Regions from separate parts of the Rattus norvegicus genome. Here region 2 is linked to region 1. A link is a contact called in public Hi-C data. All regions are on one chromosome and are shown on one strand. Each heading gives the region's core, a stretch centred on a gene start, on an enhancer-like site or on the middle of the called end of the contact. The rest is flanking DNA. Distances are from core to core; before and after follow the strand shown.

The links. A called contact is a pair of places that touch in the nucleus more often than the background predicts.
Region 2: a Hi-C map of the A7r5 cell line shows a contact between it and region 1, with 5 times the contacts expected there. The contact joins the promoter of Fth1 here to the enhancer-like site in region 1. A contact is called at or near these places in 12 of 12 Hi-C or Micro-C datasets (the A7r5 cell line, the Rat2 cell line, Schwann cells and 7 more) and 1 of 1 datasets of contacts at active chromatin or transcription factors (oligodendrocytes).

Annotation. Positions count from the first base shown.
Region 1 is chr1:215,988,137-215,995,458 of GRCr8, forward strand. It overlaps a transcript of Incenp not described here. Among named protein-coding and RNA genes, the nearest start is that of Incenp, 17 kb to the left of the region's middle. Within about 2 kb of position 2,600, at least 25 of the 93 cell types and tissues checked have an H3K27ac peak or open chromatin away from gene starts, as enhancers often do. A contact at or near this core is called in the A7r5 cell line, where this site is marked.
Region 2 is chr1:216,048,424-216,055,745 of GRCr8, forward strand. It overlaps Fth1 (ferritin heavy chain 1), which reads left to right and starts at 3,614. Exons shown (of 4, transcript NM_012848.2): 1 at 3,614-3,854; 2 at 4,975-5,121; 3 at 5,370-5,495; 4 at 5,589-5,902. The coding sequence starts at 3,741. The coding sequence ends at 5,750. It overlaps Best1 (bestrophin 1), which reads right to left. Exons shown (of 12, transcript NM_001011940.1): 11 at 6,906-7,065; 12 at 5,972-6,211. The coding sequence ends at 6,175.

The sequences.
Region 1 (7,322 bases), core at 1,350-3,849:
GGTCATGACCTGATTATTAAATTGTGGGGACTTCATTTTTATTGCTGGCTGTTTGCATAGGTCTCATTGATCTGAAGGCCTCACTCCAAAGACATGTGTCTAGCTTTCATTTGCTCTTTGGGGAAGGAAGGCAACTGACATCAGAAGGCCACTAGGCCAGAGGAGTTGAGCAGAAGAACGTGGAGACAGAGTACAGTCAGTCAGAGGTAAGCCAGTGAGCAATCTGTTTCCGTTTGTCCTTTGTAAGGTATGGTGGTCAGAGTAAGAAATATTCCCCACAGACTCGTGGATTTGAGCATTTGGTCCCAGTGTGGGAGACGATGGAAGAGACCCAGCTGGTGCTGGTGGAGGATGCACAGGAGCTGGGCTTTGAGGGCTCATACTCTGACCTGCTTCCTGTTCTCCCTCTGCTTCCTGCATGTGCACCACACGTAACATGTAATAGGGAGCTTTCTGGTCCTGTTGCCATGCCATGCCTTCCCTGCCACGGTGGGCTCGATGTCCCTCTGGAACCATGAGCCCAAGTAGACCCTTTCCTCCCTAAGTTGCTTTTAGTAGTGACATTTTATCACAGCCACAGACAAGTGACTAATCCACAAGGAATCTGTTGAGGTAACTTTCTATTCGTTTGCTTTTTTTTTTTTTTTTTTTTTTTTTTTTTTTGCAGCTTCTGCCTATCAATCAGAACTATGTTTCAGTGATTCTGAGTCATTCAGAATCCTCTTCTCCCAATGGAGTCCACAGATGGATAACCATGTCTCTGATTAAAGTAATTCACTGTGGCCATTATAATTCTGAATAGAAATCAGTAAGATTTTCCCACTTCTTTAGAAAGGCTCCTGGTTTTTATGCATAAAATTATCTAGAATTCCAAACAAAAGATGACCAGACTGCTTGGAGCCAGATCTCACACTTCTCTACCTGGTATTTTGGTCACAGGGACATGAAAATTTACTAGTACCAAAAATTACTTTGAAAGACCCACTGTCATTGCTAAGATAGACCAGATCACGTTGTTCTTAAGCCTTTGCACCTGCCTTTAGAGGAACGTACATGAGTTTATAAATGTGAATTAGAAAAAGGCCCTAGCCTGGGGGAGGGTGTGGTTTAGTTGGTCAGATGCTACCTGATCTAACGTGAAGTCCAGGGCTTCCTCCCCAGCACCACACACTGGGTATGATAGCAGGGAGAGGGAGAGGGAGAAGGAAAGCCCTAGAATCCCAGAGGGCTGAAGAAATGCATGTAATAGGGACCGTGTTCACGGGGTCTCACATTTGAACAAGGACTACTGGGAACTGAACCAGAGGCCATCAGTGTTACTGGAAAAGAATATGGCTACATTCTGTTTGTGTCCTGAAAATCTGAGTGAGACTGAGTTCAAAGGAAGGACTGGCTGGGCAGTAGTGGTGATGCCTTGAGCAGAGGCAGGTGGATCTCTCAGAGTTCAAGGTCAGCCTGGTCTACATAGCAAGTCCCAAGGCATCAAGGTCTGTTATACAGAGAAATCCTGTCTCAAAAACAAAAACGAAGTAAAGTAATGGACTAAATAATTTGGCAGAGGACATTTCAAGACAACACAGCATTGCAGTGTGGCGGTTTTTAATCAGTCTTACAGTGAGAATTGGGAGTTTCACACACAGAGTGTGTGAGTTTCAGAAATGTTCAATCTGGCTAGGAAGGGAGTATGTGCGAGGTTAGAGTTTCAAACAAAGCCAGGTGCAGACATGTGGTTGTAATTATTACAGGGATTAGCACCAGTAAAGAGAAGCCTCACACTTTGCATTGGGACAACAAGAAAGGGACCAAGAGCAGGACAATATCAACTACCTGGACCACCCAGAGTTCCCAGGGACTAAACCCCCAACATATGTAGTGGAGGACTGCCTTGTCTGACATCAATGGGAGGGAGAGGCCCTTGGTCCTGTGGAGGCTTGATGCCCCAGCATAAGGGAAGGCTAGAGCAGTGAGGGGGGAGTGGAGGAGTGGGTGGAGCACCCTCATAGAGGCAAAGGGGAGTGGGGATGGGATGGGGAGTGTGTGGAGGGGTAACCGGGAAGGGGGATATAATTTGAAATGTAAACGACTAAAATGGTTAATAATTTTTTTAAACAGTTCCAGAAACTGAAATAGGGTCAGACTTTACAAAGAGAGCCCCAGGCTGTCTACTCATGGTAACGTGGTTACTTAGGGGAGTGTTTCCCTAGGTCCAGTAAAACAAATACTCAGTCAGGGTCCACAACCACTGTGGTTCAAGGAAGGTTAAGCTGCTGTTGTCTACAAGGTTCTGGTTTTGCAGACTACCAGAACCCAAGTGTTGTGAGGTCATGGAAATAGGCACCACAAATTTTCCAGAGAAATATCTTGAGGCCCTGCAGTGTAGAGCAGAAAGCCCCTGAGTAGGCCATGCATGACACTTTGAAGGCAAAATCTAAGTTGCAGTGGCAACCTCTGGGTGCTAGAAATGCTAGGAATGTGAGCTAGCTGCTCAAAAAACAAAACAAAAACCAGTAGGCATTCAACGGACTGGAGAAGCAGATGGCAGGCCCATCGAGGTATGACTGCTTACCCTTCAAAAGCTTATGTAAACATTCGCTGAAAACCTCGAGCTGCAGGGGGCACTGTTTCTCCTATTGGGTTCAGACTGTTTTGGCCTAGTTTTCCATTGCTAACCTCCCATTTCCTCCTTTCAGAATCAGGATTCTTACTCTACCACAGGCTGTTGGAAGCGACATAATTTGTGAGAGAAATCACAGACCACCATGAGAGTAAAGCCAGTTAAGAGAAGCGGCTCTCACAAGTTGTCCTCTGACATTCACGTGTGCACACACAGGCACACGGAAAACTAAGTATTTTAGAAACTAAACCATTCAAGTGTCTGAGGGTTGTTTTGTTTTGTTTGAGTTTTGTTTTGTTTTGTTTGTTTAACTGATATTTCCAGCTGTTCATTCTAGAAAAATTTGTGGTTGGCATTCTTTTTACTTTACTGTGTTTTCCTTCTGCTTATAAATGAGCAATTCAACAGATGATTGCCATGTAGTGGTGAATAATTCTGCAAACATACTCAGGGCGGAGTTGTGGTAAAAACACTAAAATGTTCCCAGCTTGAGGCGATACAAACCCTGTCATTCGGAAGGGGACGTTTCCTGTGCTGGGTGGGCTACAGAGAAGCTGGGACCTGAGAGTTGAGAACTGAGGGAAGGCAGCCCGAGGTCATCACGTGTCCATGGACATAAATGAGTTACGCCTTGAATATTGTGGATGCCATACTGCATTACCACGAGAAAAGGAGAAATGAGGAAAGTGAAGGGATTGAGGGCCACTGGGAAAAGGTCCAGAGAAGATGGCTGTGTGCACGTCAAGCTATCTCCCAGATAAGAAATCACAAAAAACCAAAGCGATCCAACTGCACGAAAGGAGAAAGAGCGATCGAAAGGAAGAGAAAAGGACTCTACCAGGAGTGGCCTATCTGACTCCCAGTAAAAAGGAACGGTCCCAGCAGTTTCCAATATTGACAAAACCAAAATGGAAAGAGGTAGGAGGAGGGGAGCCTCTCTACCAAAAGCTCATAAATCCTAAAAGTTCCTAGGAAAAAGACGGTTTCTAGTGTCTGCTTTTTACAGATCCACTGAGATATGAAAGACTCATGAAGCCAGAGGGCTTACTTGTCAGGAGGGTCCAGGTCACATACTCTGAAGTAAAAGCTGCCCTTGCCTCTCCCAAAGCCACCTTTTGCCTCATTTAGAGTAGAATTTCTCACTTCTCCTATGTAAAATTTGGGGGTTTTATACTAAAGATACAGTCTTCTCTAAGACTGGCCTTAAACTTGCAACAGGACCATGCTCAAAGGTCTTGTCCCCGATGTGAAAGCTCAAGCAGGGCCTCTCTCTTGAGCCCAGGTCTGTTCAATGCTTGTGGGTTTTCGGGGCACTTATCCCACTTTTCTGGCATTTCTAGCACCCAGGAGGTTGCCATGGCAACTTAGATTTCCAAAGCTTCAGGGACTTTCTGATAAACATTGGTTTTGTTTTGCTTGTTTGTGTGTGTTTGTTTGTGCTTTTTTGACACAGCATCTCCTGCCTAGGTTGACCTCAAACTCCCTATGTAGTCAACCACAATTTTGACTAATGCAAGATACCCAGAGCAGAAAACAGGAAGCCGAGAGCAAACCAGGAGTGGGGAGAGGACTTGGAGTGGGACTATAATCTCTCAAAGCCTGCCCTCAGGGACATAGTTTCTCCAGCAAGGCCACACCTTGTAAACCTTCCTAAACAGTGCTGCCAACTGCAGACCAATGGCTGCATCTGTGGGGTGTCTGTCACTTAAATTACCAGAGTCCGGACCCTGAAGTCACTTCCTCCTCGGTAAACTTGCTTACCTTTGAGATTAATCATTATGGCCTTCATGTATTAAAAAAAATTAGTATTTGAAACATTTTTCCCTCTTCTTCATATAAAAGAATCCCTACTTGGATATCTCAGTAATAAATTAAAGAATTTTTTAAAAAGACTTCCTGTAGTAGCTTGACAAGAGAGATGAGGTTAGATCTCAATCTTGGACAAATAACTAATCGAGGTTCCTACTTAGCATATCAAAGATCTGTTCCTGGGCTGAAGCGTTCAGGAGAGGGGTGGGGTAAGCAAGCCGTACCCTGAAATGTGTGGGGACTGAGGGAGACTGGAAGCACCTGGCAGCCAGATCCGCTCTGATATGTTAAATCACGGCAAGTAGTTTTGGGTTTGGGATCTAACAAGTGAGCCCTAATTAGACTTTCTACTTCCACCCCAGCGATTGTCTTCTGCCTGGTTCTAACAGTTTTGCTCCGGTTTTTGAATACCAGAAGAACAGAAGAATAGGGGACTCTTTACAGAGATCTTTAACAGGGTTTACAAAGAAGTAGTTACTGAACGGAGCCAGAACAGTTTGCACTGACTTCAAACAGATGTTATCAGCCCACGTCCACAAGCTGTTCTAATAGATGTGGGATATTTGCTTTGTTTAAGGTTTCTTTCAACCTCTTGGCTGCTGTCAGCAAATGATTACCACAACATAGACAATACGGGGTCAGGGGAATGGAAGAGTCATATTTTCGGATTAAAGCTAGGTATTTAGTTGAGGCCGAGGACGGCAGGGAAATCCAAGGCATGGTAACTTTGGTTACATTGTTCTTTTTAAGACAGGTTCAGTTTATCCTGGCCGAGTAAACAGGAAGATCGGGAGTTTGTCTACTGAGTCTGGTGGAAGTTCAGTCCCTTTGAAGACAACAGGGACTTTGAAAAAAATGCATCACCCACTTGGACCTACACAAGAAAAGATTTTAAAAAAACTAAAATGTACTGTTTGTTATGAAATATAAAGGGGCGGTGGGCAGGGTCCCTGGTGGGCCCATGGCAAGGTGTCCCGTAAGAAATCACACCATGCAGCAGACCTGGATAAAGAAGGTTTATTTGGGGGAAGAGGGGAGTGAGGGTCTGAAGAAGGGATAGAGGCAGACAAACGGGAGCAGAGCTATGAGAGTAGAAAAGGAGGGACAGAGAAGGACAGAGAGAGGAGCCTGCGAGAAGTGTGGGAACAGAGAGAGAGGAAGTGGGGGAGGGAGCCCGGTGGGGGAGCGATGTGCAAGCAGTCCTTTTTCTATGCTGCCTGGTGCACCTGGTGGGGCAGGCCCAGTCGAATCAACTCTAAGTCAACACTGTTACCATTTCTATGATATAGAGTAATATTAATATTGAGTATGGCTTGGCATAAAGGCACATGCCTTTAGTCCCCACACTCAGGAGGCAGAAGAAAGTGGATCTCTGTAAGCTTGAGGCCAGCTTGGTCTACCTAGCAATTTATAGGACAGCAAGAGCTACAATGTGACTTGGTCTCAAATAAATGGATGAATGGATAAGTAAACAAATAAGGGGTTGGAGAGATGGCTCAGCGGGTAAGAACTCTGACTGCTCTTCCAGAGGTCCTGAGTTCAATTCCCAGCAACCACATGGTGGTTCACAACCATCTGTGATGGGATCCGATGCCCTTTTCTGGTGTGTCTGAAGACAGCTACAGTGTACTTACATACATGAAATAAATACATCTTTTAAAAAAAAAGAAGTAAATAAATAAATGTAAATTAAAGAGTATGATCAATTTGTTGAGCTCAGTTTATTAATTTAATCACTAGGGACTTCTCTTGAGTCTGTAGTTAGAAGCCAGGGTCTCTTGCTGAGCCATTCTCTGCCTCCCTTCCCCTCCCCACCCACCGCACTCCTCCCACTGTGTGCAGAGCTCAGCAGTTTGGGTCTTTGACCCTCTATGGTTTCAGCTGGGGAAGTCGGGAGTGCTGTTAGCGTTCATCAGACCTTTCCATAATTGATGATCTGTCATGAACCACAGGGATCAAGGTTTCAGTTAGTGTCCAAAGGATTTCAACCTGACTCCCCTCAGAAGCCTCCTGGGGCGTGTGTACAGATGAGCCTGGAAGGTCAAGAGTTTAGTCATGAGCAGCTTCCCCACCTTCTGCAGAGGCATGAGCAGAAGAAAAATATCTGCAAACCCCTCCAGCACCAGGACCACCCTGCTTCTGCTTACTACAAACAGCCAGAGGGAACAGGCTAGTTCCTACCTGCTGTAGTTAGTACTGACCACCCAGGAGGCACTTCCCACACCCTGCCTTCATGGACTGCACAGAATATTCATTCCCCTGGCAAATACAAATAACAAAACTGTTAGTTCTGGGTTGTAAGTGTAGGAAAATGCCCAAAATGATTAATGCTAAATTCTCTGCTACAAACCATGAACTGGAGGTCTTGAGGGTTGGGGGTGGGTGGAGGGAAGCCTATGTTAGACATTCTGCAAAGAGGAGTGACTGCTTGGACCTCCTGATTGTGGAGAGTTGGAATGCTGCAGATCCGAAGGCAAATTATGGCAGACTGTCTTTAATCCTTAACACCATGTACTGCCCACCTTTGTGTTTGATCTGATAATACCCTGTGATTTTGTGTGAAATATTTGGTCATCTATCGAGATATCAAATCACTAGCTTCCACCAGCCCCAAAGCTAAGAATGCCGTTCAACAGCACTGGAGACCTGAACAGAAATTTCCTTCCTTCCTTCCTTCCTTCCTTCCTTCCTTCCTTCCTTCCTTCCTTCCTTTTATAACATTTTTTGTGAGTCTTTTGTTGTTGTTGTTGTTCTTGTTGTTGTTTTGTTTTCAAGACAAGTTTCTCTGTGTAGCCCTGGCTGTCAGGAACTTGCTCTGCAGACCAGGTTTGCCTGGAACTATGAGAGCTCCCTGTCTCTACCTCCAGGGTGCTGGGATTAAAGGCCTTGAAAGTCTTTT
Region 2 (7,322 bases), core at 2,364-4,863, 61 kb after region 1:
AGAAGTCAGGGGCTTATCAGGGTCTGGAGGACATCTGGTTAAAGTATGATCCTGAGTAAACTGGGGGGGATGTCTTCTTGTCGGATGGCCCATGAATCAGTCCGGATAGCCTGGGTTGGTTCCTGCATTCCTTTTTTGACCTTTAGGGCCTGCTATTCCTGGCGGCAGGGCTTAGCCCTGAGTCTGTGGCTTTTGGGGCTTACTCTTTTAATTTTATATTTGTAGATCTTAAGCTTGTATGATTCTCCTTTAAGGGGGGGGGTCTTTCAACCCCAGCAAGGGTACTCACCTACACCATTTCTTTTCTAGCCCTCCTCCCTCAGTGACCTTCCACAGGACATGCTGTCCCGTTCTGCTTTGCTGTTTACTGCAGCTAGGGATGCGTTTAACGAACACGCAGAACCAATACTGATCCACAAAACCTACCTGATGTGGCAGCTCAACTCCCTGTCAGTGAATCTAACTTTATAGTTTCTGTTGCACTGGGCAGTCTTGGTGACCCGCACGTACAGTCCAAACCCACGCTGACCTTTCCCAACAGCTTTCCCTCAAACTTGTGTTTCCTGTGCATTCTCTGGTACCATGCAGGGCAGCAGTAATCCAGCTGCCCAGGCCTGAAAACTGGGGATGGCTTGGGGGTTGGGGATTGCACCCACTCCCCACCCCCTAATCTACTCAGCATTTAACCATCCATCTCATCCTGGCTGCCCTGTCCTCTCCGTATCTCTCTTCAGCTTTCTGTCCCCCACGCTCATTAAAAATCATGGCAGCTGTCTCCCAACTGGTACCCAGCTCTCTTGCTTCACTCGAATCCAGACTCCACATAAAATGTATTCATTTTATTCAAGCAACAGATACCAAGCGCCTTGCAATGGTCTGCGTGTGCTAGAAATGTCTTCCTACCTGGAGCCAACCAAACAGTCCCTATAAAAAGCTGGGATTAATGCAGGTGCCACACAGCCTGGTGCAGTGCCACAAGGGAGTCTGAGCACTAGAACATTTAAGCATATGGTTTCAAGATTAGCATAGACAACACAGTGAGACCCCATCTTTAAATGAAAAGAAAGAACTGAAGAATAGCAGGAACACCTCCGTGGAAGAGAGCCTGCTTAGAATGTCCCCAGGTCTGAGGTTCCATCATCCTCAAGACTGAAAAAAAATATACACTTGTACACAGACATTTTGGCTCTTGATCTTCTTCCTTTCTATGAGTAACAAATACCAGCAGCCCAACACACCGTTTCTATGTTAGCCTTGTTTAAAATATCTTTCATGTAAACCCTTTTCGTTTTTAAGTGGTCAAACCTGCCAACTCTTGAGAGACTCAAAAGAACACTCACTACTCTAAATTTGGAGAATCTTTATAGTCTTCTTAAAACTTTATAGCTTTCAACATTAAGAGTTGGTTTTTTTTTTTAATTCACCTGGGAGGTATTTCTAAATACAGAGTGATTCATTTTATCCACATGACAACTGTGTCGATATCATTGGTTAAACCCATTCTTCCTTCCTTAATTTGAAATGCATGCCGCCTTTAACTTATATCGATCGAGTTCCCACACATACGTGGGTGGGAATATTTTGATTTTGATCTCGTCTTCCTGTCAGTACTCAAACCATACTTTATTGTAATATATATGTATCTGTGTATATATACATCCTACATGTGATATGATAGATACCTCAAGCCAACCTTTCCTCACAACCTTTGTTTTCTTCAGTGTTTACAAGCTAGTCCACTGACTCCATATGGACTTCAGAATCATGTCCTACCAAAGCAACACTATATTTTCACATTTCAGACTCTGTTGAATTACAGTTTTAGAGCTGACGTTGTTATACAGATGATCCATCAAAAAGATAGCACCTCTTTGTCACGATGACTTGGCTGGACCCCTAGCAGTTTTTCTATTGATTCACAGTAATGTTCCTAAAAACAAATGGATATGGTATCTCCATATTGCCTACAGGGTAAAGTTTAATGACTTTTTATGGCACATCAATCTGACCATGCTCTTTCCAGTGCTCCCCCAGCGCATTTTGTTTTTCAGGCCAACAAACACACTTTCCTTAAGGTTCCTTGAACACGGCAAGCATTTCCACACTTTTCCATTTGTTATTCCCTCTACTTAGAATTCCTTTCCCCACCTCCCTCCTCCACTTTACAAAGGGTATTTGTTCATTAACTTTAGTTCAGAATCAGTCTCTTAGGGCTGTCGTCCTGAAGTCTGACTCGAGAATATTTATCTAGAAGCATCCTGCAGCTAGAGTGCCACTGAAATCTTTCCTGAAAATGCACATACATGTTTATTTTTAAAAGAAGAAATACCACTAGTAATGTATTTCAGTAGACTTACCTTAAAAGGGGAGAGAGGGGGTTGTAATTCCAGCTCTCTGGAAACTGTGGCAAGAGATTCATGAATCAACCTGGGCTACACAGAAAGTCCCTGGACAGTTTGGGCTACTGATCCAGTAACCTTGTCAATTTTGTTTCAAAGCAATAACAAGATCTTAGTCCAACTTCCAGTTTTGAGAATATGGAAAGTTTCTGCTGGGTCTCCACCTGTGTTAAAAGCCTGGACCAGACTGAGAAGTAGCAGATGTGGATGGCAGGGCCTAGCAAGACACAGTAGCTAATCTCTAGTTCTGCTTGCTACCCAAGACATCCATTTCGAAGCTAGGCCACAGCTACAAGACACACAACACAGTTGACTTGTCCCTCCGCTGTTCTGCACCTGTCACCTCCCATTCTGTGACATCAGCTTTTCTTCAAGGACAAACCCAAGGTTACTGAGAAAGATGAAGGAGATCATTTTGAAACAGATACATGTAGGTCACTTTATTTTTCAAATCCAGAGACCTATCTTAATTTTAAGCATCACCATGGTCTTTCTCAGAAACCTAGATAGTTTGACCCCAGGACTCCCCTAAGATGGCTGTCCTGCTCTAAGGAAAAATGTGCCTTCTTAGCCTTCGTTTGTTTTTTTTTTCCCCCACTGTGCACAGAGCCATGTTTGCTTTCAGCAAAAGGCCGGGCTTGCTTGAGTCAGAAGAATGAGGCAAACCCGATAGCCTCCCTACTCCTCCTTTGAGCTTCTCTCCAGGGGTTCAAAAGGAGAGAAAGCCGCTCCTTCCCAGTCCAATTTATATGCCGTTCGCCATTTACAGCACTATGCTTCCATTTTCCTATCTGTAAGATGAAGTCACTGCCTGGTGTATGTCACGATTAACAACACGCACCTAGCCTAGAGTTTAGGGATGTCCGGTGGGACTTAAAAATCAACCTTATCGATACTCTCTGGGACCCAGAATGCCTCTGTAGTACGGCTGGTTCCAACTACGTCCGCCCCGGGCCACAGAAACGTCCCGCTTGTTGCCAGGCACCGCTCTTGCAGCAGCTCAGAGCCCCAAGAGTCGCCTCACAATCACACAGGCTCCTCCCCGCCCACGCACTGCTGGCTTGGGCAACACGCCTACAGGAAGAGGCGGGGCTGGGCGGCCCACCGCGCTGATTGGCCGGAGCGCGCCTGACGCAGGATCCCGCTATAAAGTGCGGCCCGCTGGTCCCTACGCCAGACGTTCTCGCCCAGAGTCGCCGCGGTTTCCTGCTTCAACAGTGCTTGAACGGAACCCGGTGCTCGACCCCTCCGACCCCCGCCGGCCGCTTTGAGCCTGAGCCCTTTGCAACTTCGTCGCTCCGCCGCTCCAGCGTCGCCTCCGCGCCTCGCCCAGCCGCCATCATGACCACCGCGTCTCCCTCGCAAGTGCGCCAGAACTACCACCAGGACTCGGAGGCTGCCATCAACCGCCAGATCAACCTGGAGTTGTATGCCTCCTACGTCTATCTGTCCATGGTGAGTGCGGCCTGGCCTTTGGCGGGGCGGAAAGAGGGTGCGGCCTGGCCTCCCTTGGGCCACTTGGTGAGCTGGCGGAGGGTGGGTTGGGGCGTGGCCTGCTGCGGGCTTCCCCGCCTTCCAGCGCCCTTCTGGAAAATGGAGTTTGTCCGGGGTTCTTTCCAAAGGCAGGCAGCCCTGCCGTGGCAAGTCTGAGCACCTAGCGCTTTGTGGCTCCTGCATAGACCAGGCACGTCATAACACCCGTGTTTTGAAGCCTTAGGGCTGTACAACTGTCAGCCTCTCCAATCAACCCTGCAGTTAGGTGCATTTTCCTGCACTCTCGTCCCCTCCGGTCACATGGCCTGCAGGCTTCTCTGTTTGGGTGTACATCCAGCTCCAGTTCCTCTGACTATGGCGGGTCTGCTTGGTCATGGTGTGGAATGGCAGCCCTGGGGCTTGGTACAAAGAGGCTTATCTCTTGTGAACTTACTCTAACCACTTCTGAAGCAGCGGCCTCTACATCTCTGCTTATCACAGAGCCTCACTTGCATTGAAACTTATCGCTAGGAATCTCCCCTTCTGTAATCACCCTGACCTTGCCAAGGCATCTAGAGTACTGTACGTTTTTAATTTTTATTTTGCACCAGTTGTTGCTTACTAACAGAAGTAGTAGGTAACATACTTGTTGGAAAAAGCCCACGGTTGGGAAAAAACCATTATCGTGGAATACAAATACACTGAGTGCCTAAAACTGAAAATCAAAGCTTCTCCCAATGTATTTGTGCTAAAATACAATGCCCTCAGTTCTTAACCAGGTAATCAGCAGTTGGCTGTCTAGCTGAAAACCTTGAGACCTTGTGTTAACCATTTTTTTTATTTAACATGATTGTTGAAGGAGAGAATTGACCTCCCAATGTAGGGCACTTTAGCACCCTCCCTCTCAGACAAATAGATATGGCCTTGGCTTAAAGTTTTTTCTCTGCACTAATGTGGAGCCATAGAACCCTTGATAAAGCCAAGTCCCAAGTTTGTTTTCCCATCCTTACTTTAAAGGCCAAGTAGGGTGACAAACAGCCTTTACCACCATTGCATCTGCCTTGCTGTGGGGATCAATAACAAATACCCTTTCCACTTTCAGTCTTGTTATTTTGACCGGGATGATGTGGCCCTGAAGAACTTTGCCAAATACTTTCTCCATCAATCTCATGAAGAGAGGGAACATGCTGAGAAACTGATGAAGCTGCAGAACCAGCGAGGTGGACGAATCTTCCTGCAGGATATAAAGGTAAGTAGATCTAGGGATGCCTTAAATGAGCAGTTAGCCTTTCTTCAGAAAACAATGGTGCACTGGGGCTTCTGCCCTTGTATGTTGGCAGATGGCAGTTATTGAGCATCTTGTGGCGACGGAAGTGGTTGTTAGAGGGAACTTAGGGCAGTCCTTTTGCCAGAGCCTGGTTGTTAAGTGTGAGGTGTTGACTGACTTGGGTTGATTGGTAGACACTGCAGATGAATTGACATGTTTCTTTGATTCAGAAACCTGACCGTGATGACTGGGAGAGCGGGCTGAATGCAATGGAGTGTGCACTGCACTTGGAAAAGAGTGTGAATCAGTCACTACTGGAACTTCACAAACTGGCTACTGACAAGAATGATCCCCACGTGAGTATCAGAAACACCGGGGTGAGTGGAGATGATTTGCCACAGGGCTTGGGAGAGCTGACCAGTAACCCTGTCCCATGTTCTCTTTCCTAGTTATGTGACTTCATTGAGACGCATTACCTGAATGAGCAGGTGAAATCCATTAAAGAACTGGGTGACCACGTGACCAACTTACGCAAGATGGGAGCCCCTGAATCTGGCATGGCAGAATATCTCTTTGACAAGCACACCCTGGGACACGGTGATGAGAGCTAAGCTGACGTCCCCAAGGCCATGTGACTTTACTGGTCACTGAGGCAGTGCATGCATGTCAGGCTGCCTTTATCTTTTCTATAAGTTGCACCAAAACATCTGCTTAAAAGTTCTTTAATTTGTACCATTTCTTCAAATAAAGAATTTTGGTACCCAGCTCTTGTTGTGATTGAGGATGAGCGCACCAGCTTCCCTTGCGTCGGCTATACTAACCACACTGCAACGCCTGAAAGAATATTTATTAAACTCGCTAGTTTGGGGAAAGATAGTGAAAGACAGGTGTGTTCAGACAGGACTAAGCAGTCCTGGTTCTGAGTTACCTGCCAGACTGCCATGGGAACATATTCTTGAGTGTCGCTGCTGTGTGCCTCTGACTGGGTCAGTGCCCTGCTGGCATCCATGCAGGTGAGAACCAAGCTGTGAAGCATCACTTATAGGAAACAGGATTGGTGTCAGCTTTATCACTGTGGGAGATTGGAGAGTATTCATAGCATGAGTTGACTGAGGACAAAGTTGGAAGCTGGCCTTAACAGAAGTTTATCTAGCACTAGAAGCAAGTTGGAAATTTTTGCCCTTCTACTTAAAAAGATGTTCTGGTCACGGATGAAATGGAATGTGAAAATGGGAAGTTAATACTCAGGATGTGATCTGGGTGGAGGTGGGATATTTGTTATTGGACAAAAGTGTCCCAAGAAATGACAGGCTTGTGACAGCATTTATGTTTTTTGGAAGTATTAAGTGAGGCCTCAGACCAGAGAAGGTAGTCCAGGAGACCATGGCCAATGCCAGTGAAGTGGGAATGCTTAGGTAGCCAATAAAAGTAGTGAGGCTGGTCCTTGGGCTACACTGGCTAGAGGCTCAGTTCTGTCTTCAAGACTCTGCTAGCCAGCCAGCCAGCCCTGCAAAAAGTAAACCGCCCACTTCCCGAGATAGCTTTCATTTAAGCATTCTGTCAGTATAATTTCACTTCGTAGAACTTGCTGGTGTCAAGCTCTTAGGTGGGATGAACAAAAGGCCTCCATCACCAGGTTCTTTCCCAGGTGGCTGGTATTAACCCTCAGCTAGTGTAGGGACATCAGTAGTAATGGAATCTTGGGGAATTGTCAGGTGGACTCAACTGAAATCACAGGCATGGGCGATAGCTCTGGGTGGACAGACCTGACAGGATAGGATTCTCCAGGCTCCTTCAGGATCGTGTGCATCTGGTCCAAATGGGGTTGTTCATGTTCCGTAGGGCACTCTGGAATGTTCAAGTTAAACTCCACTGTTTTCTTCTTCATGTGACAGGCCTCTTGGTACTGTGCGGAAGGCCCACCACCTAGGAACAATTCAACAGTGTTCTTGGTGGGGCTGGAGAAATGTACCAACAGTCAAGAGCACTTCCTGCTCTTCCAGAGGGCTTGAGTTTATTGCCAGCACCCACATCAGGAATTTCACCACTTCCTATAAATACAGCTCCAGGAGGTCTGACACCCTCTTCTACACCCTCTTCTGGCCTCTGAGCGTACCAGTATATGTGGCATATAAAGTCATACATAACATAAAACTAAAACAAAGTGTCTTGGTCTCAGAAGT